Regions from separate parts of the Mus musculus genome. Here region 1 is linked to region 2. A link is a contact called in public Hi-C data. All regions are on one chromosome and are shown on one strand. The core of a region is the stretch at or near the end of the contact, and the rest is flanking DNA. Distances in the headings are between cores, read along the strand shown. Region 1 overlaps Shisa9 (shisa family member 9). Region 2 overlaps Snx29 (sorting nexin 29).

Region 1 (5,157 bases), core at 250-2,749, 350 kb before region 2:
GAATCTGTGTCTCATTTCTTTCTTCTGCACAGAATACCTCTGTTCATTTCTTTGGTGCTAGAGGTGCCTCAGTAGGCTTGCAGAATGGCAAAATGACCTCCCCAAATTTGCTTGTAAGTAATAGCCAAAAGTCACTAACCTATTGGAGATTAAGTACTGCTATTATCCATCACTGCCTTCAGTAACACCCATACCACCTGCCAGGAATGTCGATATCTTTTGGGTCAAATTCATTACTAAATTTTACTTAGAAGTTAGAGGGCACATATCATGGTGCCTATATGGAAGACAGAGGTCAACTTCCTGAAGTTGTCTCTCCTTCAACCATGTGAGATGTTAAGATTGAACTCAGGTAATTAGACTTGGCTACAGGCTCCTTTGCCTGCTAAGCTGTTTCATCAAACCTTGATTCAAAATTTTAAAGAGACAGGCTACCTTTTCACCCCTTCTTCTGTGAGAATGGAACAACAGGAATATAGTGCAGGCACAACTTGACTGTGCATTGAGTATGGAGAGGGAAGAGTTAGGTACCTATATTAGTCTCATCTGTTTGTGCATCCCAAGTACCAGGGATTCACTAGGGAAGGAGAGCTTACACCATCAAGAGTTCACCCTGCCTGATACATATTTGGGAAAGTCATCACACCAGCAGGACAAGTGCTGTAAACAATGCAAGAAAATGAAAAACATCTTGCAGAAGGGCGTACCCAGTCTGGCCATGAAAGTTAAGGGAGACAGACAAGAGCTGAGTGTGACAGATAAGCATATATGTACAGGGGGTTCTATTGTGTGCCTCAGTGGGGGACTCTGGGGCACTGGTTAAAAACAGAAGATAAGGGCATCCAAAGAGAACTCCAGAAAATAAGGCTTAAAAGGTAGGCCAGGGCCATACTATGGGTGACAGTCTATGCTCAGAAAAGGAAAGGTGGTCTGGAGAGATGGCTCAGTGGTTAAGAGCACTGACTACTCTTTGAGAAGTTATGAGTTCAGTTCCCAGCAACCACATGGTAGCTCACAACCATCTGTAATGGGATCCAATGCCTTCTTTTGGTGTGTTTGAAGGCAGCAACAGCAACAGTGTGTTCATAGATAGATAGATAGATAGATAGATAGATAGATAGAACAAATAAATAAATATTTTTTTTTAATTTTAAAAAAGAAAAAAAAAAAGGAAAGGTGGTTCTCTTGGGTGGCAAGACAATCCAATGAGCTGCTACCCATCAGAACATTCTGCAGTGATGGAAATGTTCTAATCTGCACTGTCCAGCACAGCAGCCACAAATTAAATGCTTGGCATTTAGCTGGCGTGACTCAGAAATTGAATCTTTAATTCTATCTAATTTAATCAATTTCAATTCAAATTGTTACATGAGGTAGTTGGCTGCCATGTTGAACAGCTGCATCTAACCTTTCAGTTGTGAACTCTGGCCTGTAGCGACCACTCCATGAACTCCTGCGCAGTTCGGCAGTGTTGGTTGCACTGAGAGCTGCGCAGCAGGGGAGGGATGAGCCATCTCTCTTTGAGAAAGAATGCTTACTCATGCTGCTGTAACAAAGTAACACAATCGGATGATACAATGGAAACTCACTTCCTCACAGTTCCTGCGGCTTAGAAGCCCAGGGAAAGCTGTCACTAGACTTCACTTGTCTCAGACTTCACTTCTCGCCTTGCAGGGTCCTCATTTCTCTATTATCGTTCCTCCATTTGTATGTGCATTAGATCAGATAACCGCTCAGGAGAAGAGCCTACCTAGACCACTGACTTTGCGTCAATTAAATGGCCTCCTTAAAGACCCTTTCTCCAAATGAAGTCACATGGCAAGGTAACGGGGGTTAGGAGTGCATTACATAATTTTGAGGAGAGAGGGCACAGTTCTACAACAAAGACTAAGCAGGTTGAAGATCAGGATTTCTAACTAATCCTGAGCAAGAAAGTGAGCTCTAGCTCACTGTGGTTCTGGCTCCTTCCCTTCCATTGCTGGCCTTAATCACAGACCTAGGGAACACAGTGATTAGACAAACAGAAATGGAACAGATACATCTGAATTGCTCAACCTGAAGACAAGATCGAGAAAAACATGGAAAACCATGATTGACTTTTGGGGAGACAGAGGGAGGACTGATGAGAGACTTTTGGGGCTTCTGGAGAATTCTGACTGTGAAGAATAAGTCAGAAAGCAGATTGCATCCTTGCAGCTGGCTGGCCATCACTCCAGGGAGAACAGTGCTATGTGTGTGCAGCTAAGCCCTGCTGTCCAGTCTCTACCAGGGATAAATCAGGGCAGATACAGATTCTAGACTGACTGGTCAGCCAGTGTGAGGAACTCTGCCTTCTTGTACTCATTCCTTTTTTTCTGAGGTCACTAGGACTGATTGACAAGTCCACTCTAACCGTCTACACTGACACCATCACAGAAGTCTAATCTCTTCATAGCACAATGAGCACTCAGCCAAAACTAGCTCTCAGCCCCAGACCGGAAGATATTTGAGGAGTCTAACCTTTCTAAGAAAAACAGCACAGCAGATGACAGAGTCTAGCAACAGCAAAAACATTAGATCAGATGGACTTAAAATAGACAATTATTCTTTTAGTGAAGACTTTAAAAGTAATGACTGAACAATATAAACTAAGGAGTTTCAAAGAAACGAGTTTAAACATTCAGGAATGAAAATGTTAATAGAAAGTCTACAACTAGTGGATAACTGAACTCAGAATACACAGAGCTGAAGAATGAGGTAACCAATGGCAGGAAGAGGAGATCCTCAACAAGGAAGAAAGGTGACAAGAGAGAGATTAAGAGCTCAGTGGTATGAAAAAGAAGACAGCCACAGACGCCCAGGAGAGGAGTGAAAATTAGGAGGGGCGAGTACCTAAATAGAAAAAAAAATAGTTCTCCAACTTTTTAAAAGTTCCTAAGACTAGAAATGAGGAAAAATGCCTGTCTAGGCTAATTGCAGTAAAGCAGAGTTTATCAAAGATAAAACAGAATTCTGTGAACATCCAGGGAGAAAAAGCAGACCAAGGTGGTGGTGGTGGTGGTGGTGGTGGTGGCTGTGCTGCTGCTGCTGCTGCTGCTGCTGTCCTTGTGGTTACTACTGTTGCGTTGCTGCTGCTGTTGTTGTTATCGTTGTTGGTGTTGCTGCTGCTGTTGTGGTTGCTATTGTTGTTTTAATGGAAATGAAAATATTTCATCAGCAATAATAATAATGGCAAGAACACATGAGAACATTTTAGGGAATGTTTAAAGTAGAACAAAATATTGTGTCCAATTTAAACTGTCATTCAAATATAAAACTATGTTAAAATATTTTCAGACATAGAATACCTCAGATATTTATCATAGAAAATTTCAAATTAAAAACACTCTTCAAGGGCTGAGGAGATCCCTGGGGGGGGGGGGTGTTAAGAACATTTGCTACACCAGCAACAGGACCTGAGTTCAACTCTCCTGCCTTCATGTAGCAAGCCAGGGGTGCCTACATATCTGCATGGAACGCCAGTGCTATGGAGAGTGGAGGCAAGAGGATCTCAGGATTTCCTGGCTGCCAGTCATAGCTCCAGATTCAATGAGAGACTCTGTCTCAAGGCAGTTAGGATGAGAGTAACACAGTTGGATGCCCAATATTCTCTTCAAACCTCCACATTGACACAGGTATATACACACACACACACAAACTTTTGCATAAACTACCTAAATAAAAGGAAATACATACACCTGCAAGAAATTGTTGCTGTGTTGACGATGTTTTTAAAGAAGAATAACTAAGGCCAAGTAAAAAAATAAAGAGGAATTACACTTGAAGAACACAGAATTTTTGTTGTTGTTGTTTTTTAACACATTTTACTCTGCTGAGGATCAAACTCAGGACCTTGTGCATGCTAAGCAAGTTCTCTACCATATAGCTCCATCCTAAGCCCAGACACAGAGCTGCTCAGGTTTCCTGAACCAATAGCATCAGCATCATCGCAGCTTGGAAAGCATGCACCCACAGCTTGCTGGGAAGGAAAGCATGCACCCACCACACTGGAATGGATGCTGTGGTCTCATAAGACACCCTAGACTAATGTGACTGTATATTGAAATTCAAAACTTACTGGCCTACAGGATGCCAATGTAATGTATGAGACAGTGGGGAGGGAAGAAGCAAAGGGATGGGAGGGCCATGCTCAGTTCCCACCTCACCACTGGGAAGATAGAAACCTTAATTTTTAAAAATGAAAGCAAGGATTAAAAGCTAAGAGACATACTGAAATAAATTAAGATGGATATCCAGGAGTCAGAATAAATGACATAGCTACAGCCATTACAAATAGATTTTAGTAAGTGGGAGAGAAAGAAAGACAAGCAAGTCCAAAAGATAATGTGCAGCAGGGCACGCATTTCAAAGAGCAAGCAGCCCTAATGAAAAGACAGCCAGCCAGGAATACAACAGAGGCAGAAGTGCATCAGACTGAAGCGGATGGATGACTGTTGGTGGTGAGCCTGGTGTGAGATGCATAATGTTGTAACTGGGCTTTTATCGTGGGCATCCTTGCTGCATCATTGCATGGGACTCTAACTGGTAAGCACAATCAATTAGACAGATGTAAATCGTGCACAGAACACAGGAGTGAGACATGAACAATTATGATCAATTCAATTTTATGTGCCTAGGACACAAAATGAAATAATAAAAGAAATCCATCTCCTAGAAGTGTGTCTTGAATACAGCAGGCACTCCAAAACCTTATAGAATAAAAGAGAATTACTTAGACCGTGGTGTGAAGGATCAAACACAGAAAGACCAGGCAGAAAGGGTACACCTGTAGCCTAGATACAACTTGATGAGGAAGCAGCTGCTGAAATAGGAAAGAAGAGGGTGGGGTCAGGAGATCCAACAGTGTGGGACTTGATGGCCGATTCAATGTGTCACCAGCTTCCAGTGTGACACAGGGAGTGTCCTGTGACTCAAAGAGATTCTGTCTCTTAGGGCTCTGTTCTCCTGCATCTTCTCACGTGAACTTTCCAATCTACTGAAAGAATCAGGTGCTGAGCACATGATCAGCTCTTGCGCTATACTGTGAATACTGTGAAGAACACATATACCCAACCCTCCAGTCAGCCCTTCCAACACTCCTCATTCTGGTTTGGTTTTGAACTTTTTATATATAAAGAT
Region 2 (4,877 bases), core at 940-3,439:
TCCTGCTACTTAAGGTCGAAGTCTACCATGTCCAGATAGGTTTCCCAATACACACATACACACACACACACACACACACACACACACACACACACACACACACACACACACTGTATAGCCCTTGGAAAACCTTCAACTTCCTCTTTCCTGATAAGAACCCACCCAGGAAGTACCTGGAATTTCTGGGGTGCCTCTCCATACAAAAGAAGCATTCCTAGTACTTTAAACTCTAGCCAATGATTTCCATTCACCATGAAAACTCCTTTCCCCTCTCTACGATTCATATATAGCCTTGTCACCCCAAATAAAGTGTATTGTACAAGCTATTTCACTTACGATTGTCTCAGAGAACAGTTTTATTAAGTATCATCTAAAAGAAGAGGAACACTAAAATCTCAGGGAAGACTTTCCTTGGAGAAGCTCCCCGCTCCCAGCCAAACAGAATCCTGTAGACCCCACCTTTTCCAGACTCCACTTCATCCTTTCAACCTGGTGTGCAACAGCACTTGGACACCTGGAAGGAGTAGAGGACGTGGAACCATAGCTGGTCCCCAACACTCATACCACACCCAGTGAGCTCATACACTCAGGCTGCTTGCATGCAACTCTGGATTCCTAGTAGAAATAGAATGTGCATCTGACCTTGGCTACATTATCCGCTTTGGCCCATAGAATGTCAGAGTACTGGGAAGCGCCTTTGCAGTCAAAGTGGACTTGCTCCTGGTCCAAGACACAAAGGATAAGAGGTGTGGGAGACCTTATCCCACCACAGCCTAGTGATAAGCTCAGCCTAGATCAGCTAAGTCCCGGGCTGGCGAGTCCACACATATGTGAACAAGGACATGCAAGATGCTCTGGTGGGCTGTTTGTTGTGCCACATCACTATGGCAGTAGCTGACAGATACACTGGGCTCCACTAGGCCTAAGTATATAAAGTCAGAGTGTGTCTGCCGGATTATGATATGCTCTTTGTTTGCCATCTTGCCATTTCCCATGTCTCATTTAATCCTCTCAGAACGATGCAGGGAAGACCAAGGCTCAGAGAGGCTTCTAGACGAGCTTGTGGTGACTCTATACTCAGGTCTGTGGATCTCAGAGCACAAGGTTTATCTCTACTATGTTTATGCTGCCTCCCTCCCAGCCTCCATCTTGTTGAATGAGTTCCATTTCTCTCTAAAGGAGGGGTTCTGGGCTAAAAGGAGGAGAAATGCAAATCACATACACACATACCCACAAAAGATGACTGCTATCCCCATTTTGCAGATGAATAAACTAAGGCCCAGAGAGCCAACTCTGACAGAAAATGCCATGCATTTAATAGCTACCTTTAGCTTCAGAAATCTTCAGGTGCCCTACTTCCATGCCTGTTTCCAAGCAACCAAATCCTTTTTCAAACCATGGCCTATATGAATATTTGACATTTAAAAGAGGAAAGCAGAGTTTCTCTGTCTACAGCCAAGTCCAGCAGATCCCTGCCTGATCATGTATGCCAGGGTGGACCCCAGTTGTACTAATAGAGTTCTGCATCAGTACCAACCTCACTCACCCTCACTTGCCTTGGCACCCCTCCCTGCAGCCCTGAAAGCCTAGGCCCAGGTCCTGGTCATGCCCAGACTAAGTAGTCCACTGAAACCCCTGTTCTCCTTCCCCTGCTAGGCATCTTCCTAAGGCATTTCTGCCTGTGTCTACATACAGGGCCTCTCCATCCTTAGCTTGCCTCAAAACCCTGCACATTCCCCAGACTCTGCCCACATGGCTCCCATGGCTCTTCCACACTCTACTCCCCCCACCTTAAGGAAGCTTTAGTGGCATCCCCACCTAACATTCCTTCTGTCTTACTCCCTATCTTCCTTTTGGCTTCATGAGTCCACACCATGCTTATTTACTGACTTTTCTGCCTTCTCTCTTCTAAAATGCCAGTCTACAAATTTTATTCTCCACCGTCCAGAACCCTGGCCATACCTGGCCAGTGACAGATGTTCAATGGATGCCTTTCAAAGGGAATGAACAAATGGGCACACTGACATCTGCTGCATGTGTGACTGTGCAAATGCCTCTGACCTCTTCCAGACAATGGGGAGAAAGGACTGGTGTTTGGTGCTCCTGGCAGCAATACATCCCTGGAGGTAGTTGGTGGGAAGGGAGATGGATGAACGGACGAGAGAGGGATTCAGGAAGACAAGGATGCGGGCAGGAAGCAGACAGATGGAATTAGCAGGGTCCCTGCTGGTACCTACCTGCCGAAGCTATGTCTGCCCATGCTGATGCTGCCTGCCAAGGAAGAGATCTTGTGGGACCCTCCCCTCACCCTCTGCACAGAGTTTACAGGACACATGGGAATGAGGTCACCTGCTACTCACACAGTGAAAATTTGGAGTTTGAAACTTATCGACTGAGACAAAGGGAGCAAAGGGTGTTAACCAAATTTACAGAGGGAATAATTTAGGAGTGCTGGCTACTGTGCTGCACGAAGAGAGATAAGTTCTTTCTGGGATGGCAGAGGAACCTACAGAGCAGGCAGCCATTGCCACCTAGAGGTCAGTCACAGCCACAACTGACAATGGTGTCCACAGGGCAAGCAGAAGTGGCCTTGGCCTTGGCTAGCACAGGCCTGAGTGTGAAAGGCCCAGCCCACAAGGCCAAGAGCAGTGGGTGCTTTAGAAAACACCAGATGGAGAGCTGGTAAAGTCACGCAGTGCCACACAAGTTGAGAACTCGAGTTCAAATCCCCAGAGCCTGAGCCAGACATGTATAGTCTTCCTAGACCCAGCACTTTCCAATGGGGAGATGAGAGGCACAGGCAGGAAAATCCCAGAATCTTGTTAGTCTACACATGACGTGGAAAAACAGTAATGAGGCCCTGGATCAAATCAAGTGGAAGGCAAGAACCAACACCCAAGGGTGTCCTCGGACCCACATAAATGTATGAGGATATATACATGCAAACATACACACAAGAAAAAAGAAAAAAAGAAAATTCCAGATGTAGACTAAAGTCTTACTGAGCCCTGAGCTGGCTGCCGATCTCAGCGAGACAGAGGGTCTGCATGAACTGGTGGCTTTGGTGTAGGAGAGGAACAACTGGCCCAGTGAATGAGCAGGCCTCCCAGAGTGCAGAGGAATGCTGGTCCAGAGAGGAATGACACCAACTCTCTCTCTTCCTTTCCTAACTAAGTCACAAGGCAATAGGGCCTGGGGGCACGAGAGCACAGGACTCTGCTGAAACCATATCATTGCATCAGATAGAGGCTTTCTGGGGTCAGAACGCTTGTAAAATTCTGTGTGTGCCTTGGGGGCTTGTACCTGTATAGGGAACACACACTGCCTCTGGGTCATGTGATCTGAGCTTTACTTTTGAGGATCTTCTGTGTCTCTGCCCCCTAGGGCCCGAGGAAGGATAAAACTTAAGCCACTTGCAAAAACGAAGGCCATTTCCAAGGTCAAGGCAGCACTCTTACTAGCAAAAGGGCTCAGAAACAATAAAAGAAATGATAGCCAACATTAGAATAAGACACTGTTTTATTTAACCACTCAATGTTGAAGGTTAGGCCTGTGAATATCTATGGGAGGAGGGTCACAGTGCCCATCCTAACAATACTGACCACAGCCTCACTAGCACCCCAGCACCGGCATAGCTACACTAGGGAGAGATGCAGGAACCAGTTCCCAGGTAAGGTGCCCTCCTCCCACCTCAGTTCACTGTAAGATGGGGAACTGGAAGCCTGGCTGGCTACTCCCTTGACCTCCCCTTCTCCAAGCAGGGTGTGGGGTGCTCTGAGAAGACCTTCATTGCCCCAGCTGGAGGGCAGGTGCCCTTTCTGGACAGCTCAGCCCATGGCATCAACAGCATTCTTCCACAGTTCTTTGGAAGACACTCAGCACCTCCTGACTCGGCGCTGTTACATTTTGGATGGGGTAATTCCTTATGGTGTAGATTCACATGCATTGTGGGGTATTTACAACATCCCTTCCTAGGATTCCTTGGGTGTCGGGAGCACTGGTACCCTCCATAACAACATCTCCTTGGGAATCACGGAAGGAAACTGTCTCAGAGAGGTTCAGCCACTTGCCTAGGAAGTACCTCATCAATGTTGTATCTATCTCACTTAAGTTTCTTAACCATTTCATGAGGTGGGTGCAATTATCCCATCTTATAGATGACAAAAGTAAGGCTCGGCAAGAACTTCCCACAGCCCAGTACCTGGGGACTGGCCCTTCCTAGAAGCAAACCCAGAAAGACCATGTGGGTAGCTGTCCACAGTGACACATTATGCCCCTATTAGGGAAGGGTAGGAGGCAGCCAGCAAAGCCAGGTTGGCTGTGAGTATCCTGGATGTAGTGATACAATCAGGCCTTAAAAGCTGTGGTACAGGGCATCTTTGAAGAGTGAATACTACTGAGCAGGTCACAGCCACACTCTGGCAGCCCTCAGCTCATCAGGGGATCAACTGCATAAATTGCCACCACTGACTACAGCAGCACTATACAGTGGCCACACAGCTGCAAAGATTCCTAACCACAACACTTCTCTCAGCACCAAGAATGCTGCCATCTAAGAAAAGGAAGTCTGAGCTTAGCAGGCAGCCAGGAGCCACAGTTCCTATCATAGTGGGGGTCTGGAACCCATGTTCATGAGACTAATCTGTAGGGATGTGGCAGACAGGGAGTACTGGGGTCTGGACTCTAGTGCTAGGCCCTGGGCAGTGGGAGGGTTAGATGAATAAGTACAACAGTCAGTATGCCTAGGGTTCTCCTACTCGAGGACAGAGGGTGCCACACTGGAGGCTGCAGATCCTATCCCATTGAAGAAGGCAAACATCCTGTTTAAAATGACATCTGCCTTGCTAATCATGACACTTGATGCGTAATGTGGCTGC

What was found. A called contact is a pair of places that touch in the nucleus more often than the background predicts.
Region 1: a Hi-C map of the N1E-115 cell line shows a contact between it and region 2, with 2.1 times the contacts expected there. The contact joins two enhancer-like sites. A contact is called at or near these places in 1 of 484 Hi-C or Micro-C datasets (the N1E-115 cell line) and 1 of 9 other capture datasets (embryonic stem cells).

The regions. Positions count from the first base shown.
Region 1 is chr16:12,047,848-12,053,004 of GRCm38.p6, reverse strand. The region is part of intron 2 of Shisa9 (shisa family member 9); the gene reads right to left. Among named protein-coding and RNA genes, the nearest start is that of Shisa9, 66 kb to the right of the region's middle. Within about 2 kb of position 1,499, at least 16 of the 459 cell types and tissues checked have an H3K27ac peak or open chromatin away from gene starts, as enhancers often do. A contact at or near this core is called in the N1E-115 cell line, where this site is marked.
Region 2 is chr16:11,695,568-11,700,444 of GRCm38.p6, reverse strand. The region is part of intron 18 of Snx29 (sorting nexin 29); the gene reads right to left. Among named protein-coding and RNA genes, the nearest start is that of 4833415N18Rik, 82 kb to the left of the region's middle. Within about 2 kb of position 2,189, at least 12 of the 459 cell types and tissues checked have an H3K27ac peak or open chromatin away from gene starts, as enhancers often do. A contact at or near this core is called in the N1E-115 cell line, where this site is marked.